3 separate regions of the Zea mays genome follow, and all the other regions are linked to region 2. The links are chromatin contacts, called in public Hi-C maps. All regions are on one chromosome and are shown on one strand. The core of a region is the stretch at or near the end of the contact, and the rest is flanking DNA. Distances in the headings are between cores, read along the strand shown.

The links. Hi-C and Micro-C count contacts between places; a contact is called where the count stands out from the background.
Region 1: a contact with region 2 is called in a Hi-C map of endosperm, with 2.7 times the contacts expected there. The contact joins the promoter of LOC100274540 here to the promoter of LOC100273113 in region 2. A contact is called at or near these places in 4 of 25 Hi-C or Micro-C datasets (ear, endosperm, leaf and 1 more).
Region 3: a contact with region 2 is called in a Hi-C map of bundle sheath, with 2.4 times the contacts expected there. The contact joins the promoter of LOC100281692 here to the promoter of LOC100273113 in region 2. A contact is called at or near these places in 4 of 25 Hi-C or Micro-C datasets (bundle sheath, ear, leaf and 1 more).

What each region holds. Positions count from the first base shown.
Region 1 is chr5:21,576,258-21,579,274 of Zm-B73-REFERENCE-NAM-5.0, forward strand. LOC100274540 reads left to right here and starts at 1,397. Exons shown (of 7, transcript NM_001148896.1): 1 at 1,397-1,572. The coding sequence starts at 1,447.
Region 2 is chr5:21,437,664-21,440,997 of Zm-B73-REFERENCE-NAM-5.0, forward strand. It overlaps LOC100273113 (putative beta-13-galactosyltransferase 4), which reads left to right and starts at 1,852. Exons shown (of 11, transcript NM_001147562.1): 1 at 1,852-1,987; 2 at 2,090-2,186; 3 at 2,292-2,347; 4 at 2,459-2,661; 5 at 2,760-2,823; 6 at 2,944-3,016; 7 at 3,114-3,234. The coding sequence starts at 2,091.
Region 3 is chr5:21,637,224-21,640,489 of Zm-B73-REFERENCE-NAM-5.0, forward strand. LOC100281692 (transparent testa 12 protein) reads left to right here and starts at 1,723. Exons shown (of 7, transcript NM_001371790.1): 1 at 1,723-2,213; 2 at 3,243-3,266. The coding sequence starts at 1,884.

The DNA.
Region 1 (3,017 bases), core at 147-2,646, 140 kb after region 2:
CACCAACGATGATATTTTTACATTTGTCTTTATCGGCTATGCATGGCCGAACTAAAACTTTTTTGCTCGCAGGCTCTAATGTGCTGACAGGGACGGGTGGCATGTCGATCTTCATCTCTTGAAATCGCAACCGTCCTTCATTTATAACTGATTGTATTTGCCGACGGAAGACATTACAATCATTAGTATTATAAAAAAAGAGTCATGTCATTTACAATACGCACACTCTTTCCATTCTTCTATCGGGGAATTGTATGTGACAATTTAATGTTACCATTCTTAAATAACGCATCAAATATTTTATCACACTTAGCCATGCCATTAAATGGAGGTCTCAACCTGTTTTTAGGCGATAGCCAATAAATCTCACGTGATTAAATGGATAACCACGCACGAGATAGGATAATCACCCGAGTCAATCAGATCGTAGATGCGCGGACCCTCCGAGCCCTAGGCCAGGTCATCCACCACTTTTGGTGTTCATCAAAACTGAAACTGTTTTATAGGTCTTATTTTCCATCTTGTTTGGCGTAGCTCTCATCGTTGACTCGTAAAGCTATTTAGAGCTATTATTATTTTGTGTGTAGCGCCAAATGACTCTATCTAAAGAGAGTATTTAAAAATATATATGCTACGACAAAAAAAATACCGGAAAATAGAGTCAGAAAAATAGTGGCTACGCACGTAGGGTTCACCTCACTAGATGGACCTAGCAAAGACCAACACGAGTTTTGCCACCTCATCACTTATTTCATCGTAGAAAATTTGCTCACCTTTATTTATTCTATATGGCACGTGATGTTATTTAACTCCCACAAACCTCATCAATCATACGGGACGTAAAAGCACGCGCGGGTGGGTCCGACTATAACAGTGTCGTTTACACTTAAATATAGAGTAGTAAAACATATCTTCTACTGGCGGCTATTTGAGTATATACATGAATGCATGCTTGTTTAGAGTCAACAAACCAACGGTAGTTTAAATATTTGTTTATGTACACCTTTAGCTTTTTTGTTACTATTTAAATGTTTTAAATGTGAGGCACACAAATTGTCGTCAACGACGAAGACTAGAATGCACTAGATGGATCCATTAGTAGGGGGCGATGTGGGGGCAGAACGTTCTAGTCACACTGGCACGTACTCCAGAGAGGCGCGCGCGAGCGCGGAGCAGGCCGGGTCCATAAATTGTGAGCTCGCCCTTTGGAACCGAGAGGCGTTTCCTACCCACCTTACCTTATCATTATTAGCTCCTCCAAGCAAGTCGCACACGACACATCATCATCAACAGCCTGACATGGCCGGCGACGACGGGGCGCACGGCGCGTCGGCGCGGCTGGAGGGCGTGCTGACGGACGCGTCGACCCCGTGGGCGCGGCGCGCGTGGGGCGCGGCCGCCATCGAGCTGCCGCTGCTGACGCGGCTGGCGGCGCCGGCGGTGGTGATGTACATGATCAACTACCTCATGTCCATGTCGACGCAGATCTTCTCGGGCCACCTCGGCAACCTGGAGCTCGCCGCCGCCTCGCTCGGCAACACCGGCGTGCAGATGTTCGCCTACGGACTCATGGTACGTACGCACGCAGCGCATGCACGCACAGCTAGTCATGCATGCATACTACCTTTCTCCTCCGTTTGCTCGGTTTGAATCTTCGATCCGTCGTCGACTCGTGGTGTGGATGCCTAGCTAGTTTTCCCTCCCGATTATCCGGCCGGCCGGCCTCCTCGGTTAGACTGCTGGTTTAGTTTAAATTAAATTAATTCTTTATTCACCTTTAGGTTGCTAGTAGCAGTAGCCAAGGACGAGCTACTGGTAGAGTATACAGAGTGTAGTACAGACTACACACAGTACTAGTAGGAGGCTCCTCCTATATGTGCCAGTAGTGCAGGGGCCCATTAGAAGAACTGGTCTGGACCAAATACAAAGTAGTGCAATATTACGTTTAAAATTGTCGAGGGATGTTTGAATATTGCAGCACGACCAACTTGCGGGTACGTGCGACGTACCTCTTGTCGTATTATTACAATTGTAGCCTAACCAGTAAAGGGAAACAAAGAAAAACACGGACACGACTACACGAGAGGAGACGAGAGGCAGACAAGCCAATCCTACCACGCCACCTACGGCTACGGGACGCCGGCCCGTGACACACGGGGCGAATCTATAGAGATGGCAATACCCACCGGATAATATCTCGTACTCACGACAAAAAAAATAGCTTCACCAAATCACTCATATTTGTTGGTGGGTATAGATTTACCTATACCCATACATACGGGTATGAATCACTTGTCGGGTCGTCAGTCGTCACTCGTACCCACAAAAATGAACTATTTACCAAAATCATATATTATACGAACAAGTATATCCATCTAAACATCATTACATAATTTCTAGTTTCTTTCAATGACCATTCAACGGCGCCATAGATAATTGGATAAGGTAACGACATTAGGATAGTACCACATAATATATTACATGTTCCATTACATGGTTATTAAAGTTGTTAAGCCTTTTATGACATTATCGTCCAAAAAATTGTTAAATAGTCAAAAGAGATATGGATGACTGAAGTCTAAGTTCATGTTTTTAGGCCACGTTTATAATGGGTATTTTATACCTACGGATTAACGGGTATGGGTGAGAGAGCGGAATGTTGTAGTATCCGTTTATCCGTTTGGTGAAGTTTTTTATCCAATAATAATAAAGTCATAGGTACAATATTTAGCTTATATATGCATACTCTATTAGAGTAAATATCTATCCAGGGTCGTGGGTACACTCGGCGAGCCCTCATGCGTCCTGAACCCGGATCTTGAGTTGGGACCGGGACCGGGACCGCGAGCAAACCGGACGAAATCCAGCGGGCATGGGCAAGTTGCCGCGAGGCACCCACGAGAGACCCGCTAAGTACCAAAGCTACTGGCTCCAAAACGGGGGAGGGCAGAGCGTACGTGGCCCGCGCTTTCACGTCGTCCGGCTGCAGTGAGCGGCGTGCTCGCCTGCTTCGTCCC
Region 2 (3,334 bases), core at 602-3,101:
GCCCCATCATTTGAATTCTACAACTCTACAAGTGAAGCGAAGACAACAAATCAATGTAAAATAGATAACTTGTAATGTAGATGATACTGTTTACATAGTGAAATTTAAAATAAAGATGAGATCCCGAAGGATAGGCACAAAGTCGTTCCAGCTGTGAATTGCTTCTGGAAGATGTTGCTGAATAACCGAACGGACCTTAGCCTCTTGCAAAGAAAACGCAGATCAAGCTAGTGAGGTAGAATTGTGAAAAATCTCAGCAGATCAAGCATTCGCACAGTTCCCGACCCACACTCCCCGGGCCACACGGCATAGGATCATGGCATGGGAGGGCTTACTTCCAAACAGGGGCAGAGGATGGCGCCATTGACTTGACCAACAACCGGGGAGAGGGGGGCAAAGCCGGCATTTCCTCCAGGCAGTTCAAACTCCCCTCACTGCACTGTAGAGCACAGCAAACACCCAATTAATTGTGCCACTTGAGCTATATACAGCACATAAACCGGCCGGAAATGACCTGAACGGATCAAGTGGCCGCGGGCACTGTGCCGAATAAATCTCCCGATCGAGAGAGCGCCCGAGATCCCTTCCCTCCTCCAGAGTCCAGACCCCACTCTTCCCGCCCGCGCACGCGCAGTTGGTGCGTCATGTCCGTGGCTGCCTGCCTCTGCCTGCCTTCCTTCCTCCTTGGCCTGCTGGCCTAGCTTCCCCTTCACCCCAAAGGCACCAACCAGTGGTGGTGGTGGTGGTGGTGGCAGCAGCAGCAGCCCCAGCCGGCAGGAGGAGGACCTGCGCATCATCGGGAGCCCGGGAATCTAGAGGGTGAGAGTGGGCGAGGAACGAAAAGCCGCGGCAGATAGAGAGACTTGCTCTGGACAAAAGCGAGAGCGACTGCCGCGGGAGCAGGAGGAGGAGAGAGGCCGGGACCATCGCTTGGTGCCTCCTTCAAGTTCTTGGGGGGCTGACTGCGATCATGAGCTCTCGGCGAGTGAGGAGCAGCTAGTAGGGCCCTGACGAGCCTCCGACAGCGCTGAGGCCCAGAGAGAGCCGCGCTGCCCCTGGGGTCGGTCGTCGAGAGAGAAAGAGAGATAGAGAGAGGGGAACAGAGAGTGATTGGGAAAGAGATCGATGAAGATGAGCTTCAACAAGAGCAGCGGCAGCAGGGGCTGGGGGCAGGGAGCGGCTGCAGGAGGAGGAGGAGACGAGCTGGTGCTGCGAGGCTCCATCTCCAAGAAGTGGACCTTCCTCCTCTGCTTCGGCAGCTTCTGCATCGGCCTGCTCTTCACCAACAGGTAACGCTGCCTGCGCTGCGCTGCGCCCCCTGCTTCAATTCCTCCTCCTCCTTCCTCCGGCCGGCTCTTGGTTTGGTGTTTTGGATCCGTTTCAGCGGTTCGTTCGTTCTCATATCCCACGATCGCGAATTCAGTGTCAAGTTGACACGATCTCGTATCCCTTCCCTTCTACTATTGTCTCCCAATTCCCCGTAGCACGCAAAATCCGTGGCTCTTGGCTTCGTTCGTCGTCGTCCCACGGCTCCAAGTTTCCAGCTTCTCATGGCGCCTGCCTGTCCAGCGTGCCTCGCCCTCCCTGGTCAATGGGGGGGCGTCGCGTACCTGCCGGGCAACTAGTGCCGCTGCTGTACTGTACTTCCGTCGCCCGTATCGTGCTCGTGCTCGTGCCCTCTCCACTCAGCCCAAAGCAGCAACCAGGGGGAATGAAGAGGGCCCTGGGTCCCCGCGCGCCCGTGGTGATCGTGGAAAACTTGGACCGCGCCTGTGCTGTGCTGTACTTGGGCGACGACGGCCGTGACGCGCCTTTATTTGCCGGCGAAAAAAAAAGATTCGGGGGGTGCGGCGGTTATTGCGTCGCCGGCAGGTAAGGCGGACCATTTATCCCCATCCCGTGCGGAGCCGGTCCGCCTCCGCGCGCGAAAGGCGAGCGCTGCCTACCCGTCGACGCCCGCCGCCGACAACACAGTCACAGTCTCGCAGTGCGTGGCAGGGCGCCCTGTGCCTTTTTCTTTCACCGAGGTTGCGTATGGTCAAAAGAGCTGTACTTGTTGACGGTAAAAAGGACCGTTTGTTTGATGCAGGATGTGGACGGTGCCGGAGCCGAAGGAGATCATCAGAAGGTCGACGTTGGAGGTGGAGAAGATGAGCCTTGTCGACGGCGACTGCGCTCCGAAAAGCGTACGTATCGAATGCCGCGCAGTTGTGCTTCCAGTGTTTCTGCTCCGAGCCATGGGCAGACAGACAGGTCTGTAGTGTAAACATTCTCCTCGTGGTCGGTTACAGGCCGGCGATGCAAGAGACGTTCCCGGAGAGGTTCCAAGAACTCAAGATGTCATCCAGTGAGTAACCTAGCCTAGCCTGGCTCTTGACGTAGAGCAATCCGCATTCAGCAATATGCTGTATTATCTGTTCCGACTTCCGATCGAACTGTTTTGCCTGTGATCAATCAGGACGCTGGACAGGACGATCTCGAACCTGGAGATGGAGCTAGCGTCCGCGAAGGCGACGCAGGAGTCCATGCTCCACGGCGCCGCCGGCGCCCCGGTGCCCGAGCCCACGGGGAAGCGGAAGCACTTCATGGTCGTCGGCGTAAACACCGCGTTCAGCAGCCGGAAGAGGAGAGACTCGGTCCGCGCGACATGGATGCCTCAAGGTTGGTCTTGTCTCTTGTGCGTGCTTTTCCAGAAACAAGTCTCGTCCTGCGCACTCTGAAACTTGCTCTGACCGTCGGTTGGGTTCGTTCCACTGCAGGCGAGAAGAGGAGGACGATGGAGGAAGAGAAGGGCATCGTCATTCGGTTCGTCATCGGCCACAGGTGAGTGAGTAGTTCATATATGTGACTGAAAGACGACCTGACAGCTCTCTACGCTGTTAGTTACTGATTCAGAAAAAGGAAAACAAAAACAAAACTGTTGTTCTGCTGCCATCCACGCAGCGCGACTCCCGGCGGCATACTTGACCGAGCGATCGACGCGGAGGACAGGAAGCACGGGGACTTCATGAGGCTGGTAAAACGAACTGATCCCGTCGTCCGACTCAGTACTGAACTGAAGTGCTCTTGTTGGAATGTGCATGTAATGTATGGCCTCCTCCAACCGTTGACAGGACCACGTGGAAGGGTACCTGGAGCTGGCGGCGAAGACCAAGGCGTACTTCGTGGCGGCCGTGTCCACGTGGGACGCGGAGTACTACGTCAAGGTAGACGACGACGTGCATGTGAACATAGGTGCGTACAGACTGACTACAGAACAGTGCCGTCGACGTTGATCCCATGCATGTTCAGGTCCCGGCAAGGCAAACACAGTAGACTAACGAGTTCTTTTGGA
Region 3 (3,266 bases), core at 473-2,972, 200 kb after region 2:
AAATTTTCTTGCGTTCTCAATTCATGTAGGATTGCAATTCATAGCCAACCCTAATATTGTGTTTTTCCTATTCCTATATATTCATATTCAGTGTCTATGACTTGACACTGTACATGCATGTCACGACGAAGGGCATGGTGAAAACTGCTCTATCTCTCTCGTGTGCTTGATTTTTAAAAATATATATATACTCATCGGTCCATAATAATAAAATAGAATGAAGCTACCAGGTGTTTGCTAGTAAATTTACAAAAAAATATATACATCAACAATATTATTTTTGTAAATACATATATTATAAAATAAAAGTGGTATTCTTCATAGAATGGAGGGAGGGGGTTTTCTCTCTCGATCAATTTCATCTAACTAAGAGCAACTCCAATAGTTATGTAAATTTTAGCTCTCTAAATCACAGATTTAAGAAGTTGCTAAATGACTTTTGGAGTAAAAAAATGTGAGTTCTCCAATAGTTCTCTAAATATATGTTGTAATTTTGTTTTGTATTTATCCACATAAAAAATAAGTCACAAAAACTATATAATGCAGTCAACATTTTTGTTTAGGGAGTTGTTAAATGGTTGCCAAATGTAGAGAGAAAATGAGGTTAGATGACAAGTTGTTAAATTTAGAAAGTTCATTTAGAGAACTGTTGGAGAATAGTTTTTATGTTAACTACCTAAATTATTGATTTAGAAAGTCTTTTAGAGAACTACTGGAGTTGCTCTAATAAAAAATTATTAAAATAAACTACCAAACAAACACATTACCAAAATACAAATCTTATTTAATGTTGCATATATATACCACTGCGCATTTAACTACAAATTAAACCTATTGATGCTAAAAATATTTCCATTATTGTCACATATATACAGTAGCTAAAACGATCTACAGATCTAAGGCTATCCGCACTCATACTACTCTATTTCTCTACCTTAAAAAGAATATTCTATCCTGATCAGCGAGATTCTCTACTCTATCCAATAATTCTCCGCGGTCACAATTACCCTATATATCTACTCTATACCAACTACCATTTATTATATCATATTTTTACCATACTCTATACCAACTCCATCACACGGCTGCTGTACTGCTTCCTTCTACTGCTACTGTACTGGTTCTCTAGGCCCACCTCGTCTGCTGGGAGAGAGCAGTGGCAGAGCGCTACATTTGGCGTAGAAGAGGCGGAGAGAGAGCGTAGAGTGAGATATAGAGTGCACCGTTGCAGAGCTTGTCTACTGTAAAAATTTAGCGTAGCTTTTCCAGCTGACCACTGCGGCTAGCCTAAAACGGATTGGGGGTACTCAGTGCCTCGCCGTGGGCGGTACGTCGCCCCAAATAATTAAACGGTGCTCGATGTACCTCTACGGGACCTTTTTCAGCCTTTTTTCTTTATTTTATTATTATTATTTTCCTACTACACAAGGGACCTTTTGAGCTGAGATGATGCCCAAAAACAAAAGGACGCTCATCATCAGTGACGCCCAGTCGTCGCCAAGCAGCTAGCTAGCATGCCAATAATTTTTTTCTTGTTAATGTTGTCGCAGCTGGTACTATACTACTACTACTACGCCGTATATGAATGCGCTTTTGTCTGCATGCTCAGGCTGATTCCATCCAACTTGTCTTTCTTCTCTCCTCTCCACCCATGCCCCGTCCGTCGCAGCAGGGGTTATATAGTGCCCGCGAACGGACGCGCAGGCGCCACGAAGCCGAGATCGAGCAGCTACCTCTCCGATCCGAGGCCTGAGCGAGCGAGCTGAGGACTGCAGCCTATATAATATCTAGACTAGAGTACACCACAACGACGAGGCACATATATATACACGCGGCGGCGGCCAGATCCATCTTGGTATACACGTAATATATATACACGCACGATGGGCAGCGCCGGCGGCGGTGGCGAGAGCAAGCTGGAGAGCCCGCTGCTGGGCGCGTCGTCGACGGGCCACGGCGAGGCGGTGGTGAGCGGGCAGCTGGAGAGCATCCTGGGCGACGCGTCCGTGCCGTGGGGGACGCGGATGGCGTCGGCGTCCGCGGTGGAGATGCGGCTGCTGGTGCGCCTGGCCGCGCCCGCCGTGCTCGTGTACATGATCAACTACCTCATGTCCATGTCCACGCAGATCTTCTCGGGCCACCTCGGCACGCTCGAGCTCGCCGCCGCCTCGCTCGGCAACACCGGCATCCAGGTCTTCGCCTACGGCCTCATGGTACGCCCGCCGCCGCCGCCGCCGACGCCTTTTTAATTGACTCTTCGTTACCGCAGTTCGTACGTAGTGATGGTTTTTGGTTTGTCGTCCTCCGTCGTGTCGTATTGATCTTTGCTTTAGATCCGGGCAATAAAAATGAACTCAAACGTTTGCACGTACACCCTCCCTATATATCACCATCGTGAATGAGCTATGGCTTGAATCTTATGCAAAGATATGATCGATAAAGTTACGGGCCCACATGCATGTGATATATGCATGCCGTACCATTAGTTATTGTTACAGGTCGCATCGCCTAGCTACGTACTACCTTTAAAATGAGTGCAACAAAATATAGTACTACATATATGCTTGTTCTACACATAACCAATCCATAAGAAAAAATTAAGGTACGATCTCTGTTGGGAAATCTAATTAGCACATACAGATAGATACTACTCGTCAAGCTGCTAGCTAGTTAGCTAGCTAGCTTCGTTCTACAGGACTATTCTTAAGTACACGCGTCGCTGGCACTGCGTCACCACGTGCTGATGCGACCTGATCAGTACACTATTATTGCACCAGCAACGGTTCCGTGCTACCCCAGCCAGGATCAGGGTATGGGAGCAGATAGATATATGCTAGATGCGGATGGCCGACAGCCACATGCTCTGTGTGAAGCTGGGAAATGTTCCCGTTGCACAGCCACACGCCCACACTTGCTTCGTTACGCGGATCGCGGAACCCTCACTAAAAAGGATCGGATACATGAGGCCCGGCCCGGCCCACTCTGCTCCAAATGATGGTGGTATCAGCTGCCAACGCCACCCCACGTCCCCACAGCGTAGGAGATGGCGAGATGCTGGCGATCGAGCGAATAATAACATGGTCTTTTAGCTCGTCCTCTTCCTCTCGATGATATATATAATAATAACGGGGGAAAAAAGGAGAATTAAAATAGAAAAAAAAAGACGTCACGACGACGTCCGCTCCGTCTCGCTGACGCCACGCGTTCGCACTGACTGACTCAACTGCAATCGCAATGGGCAGCTGGGCATGGGGAGCGCGGTGGAG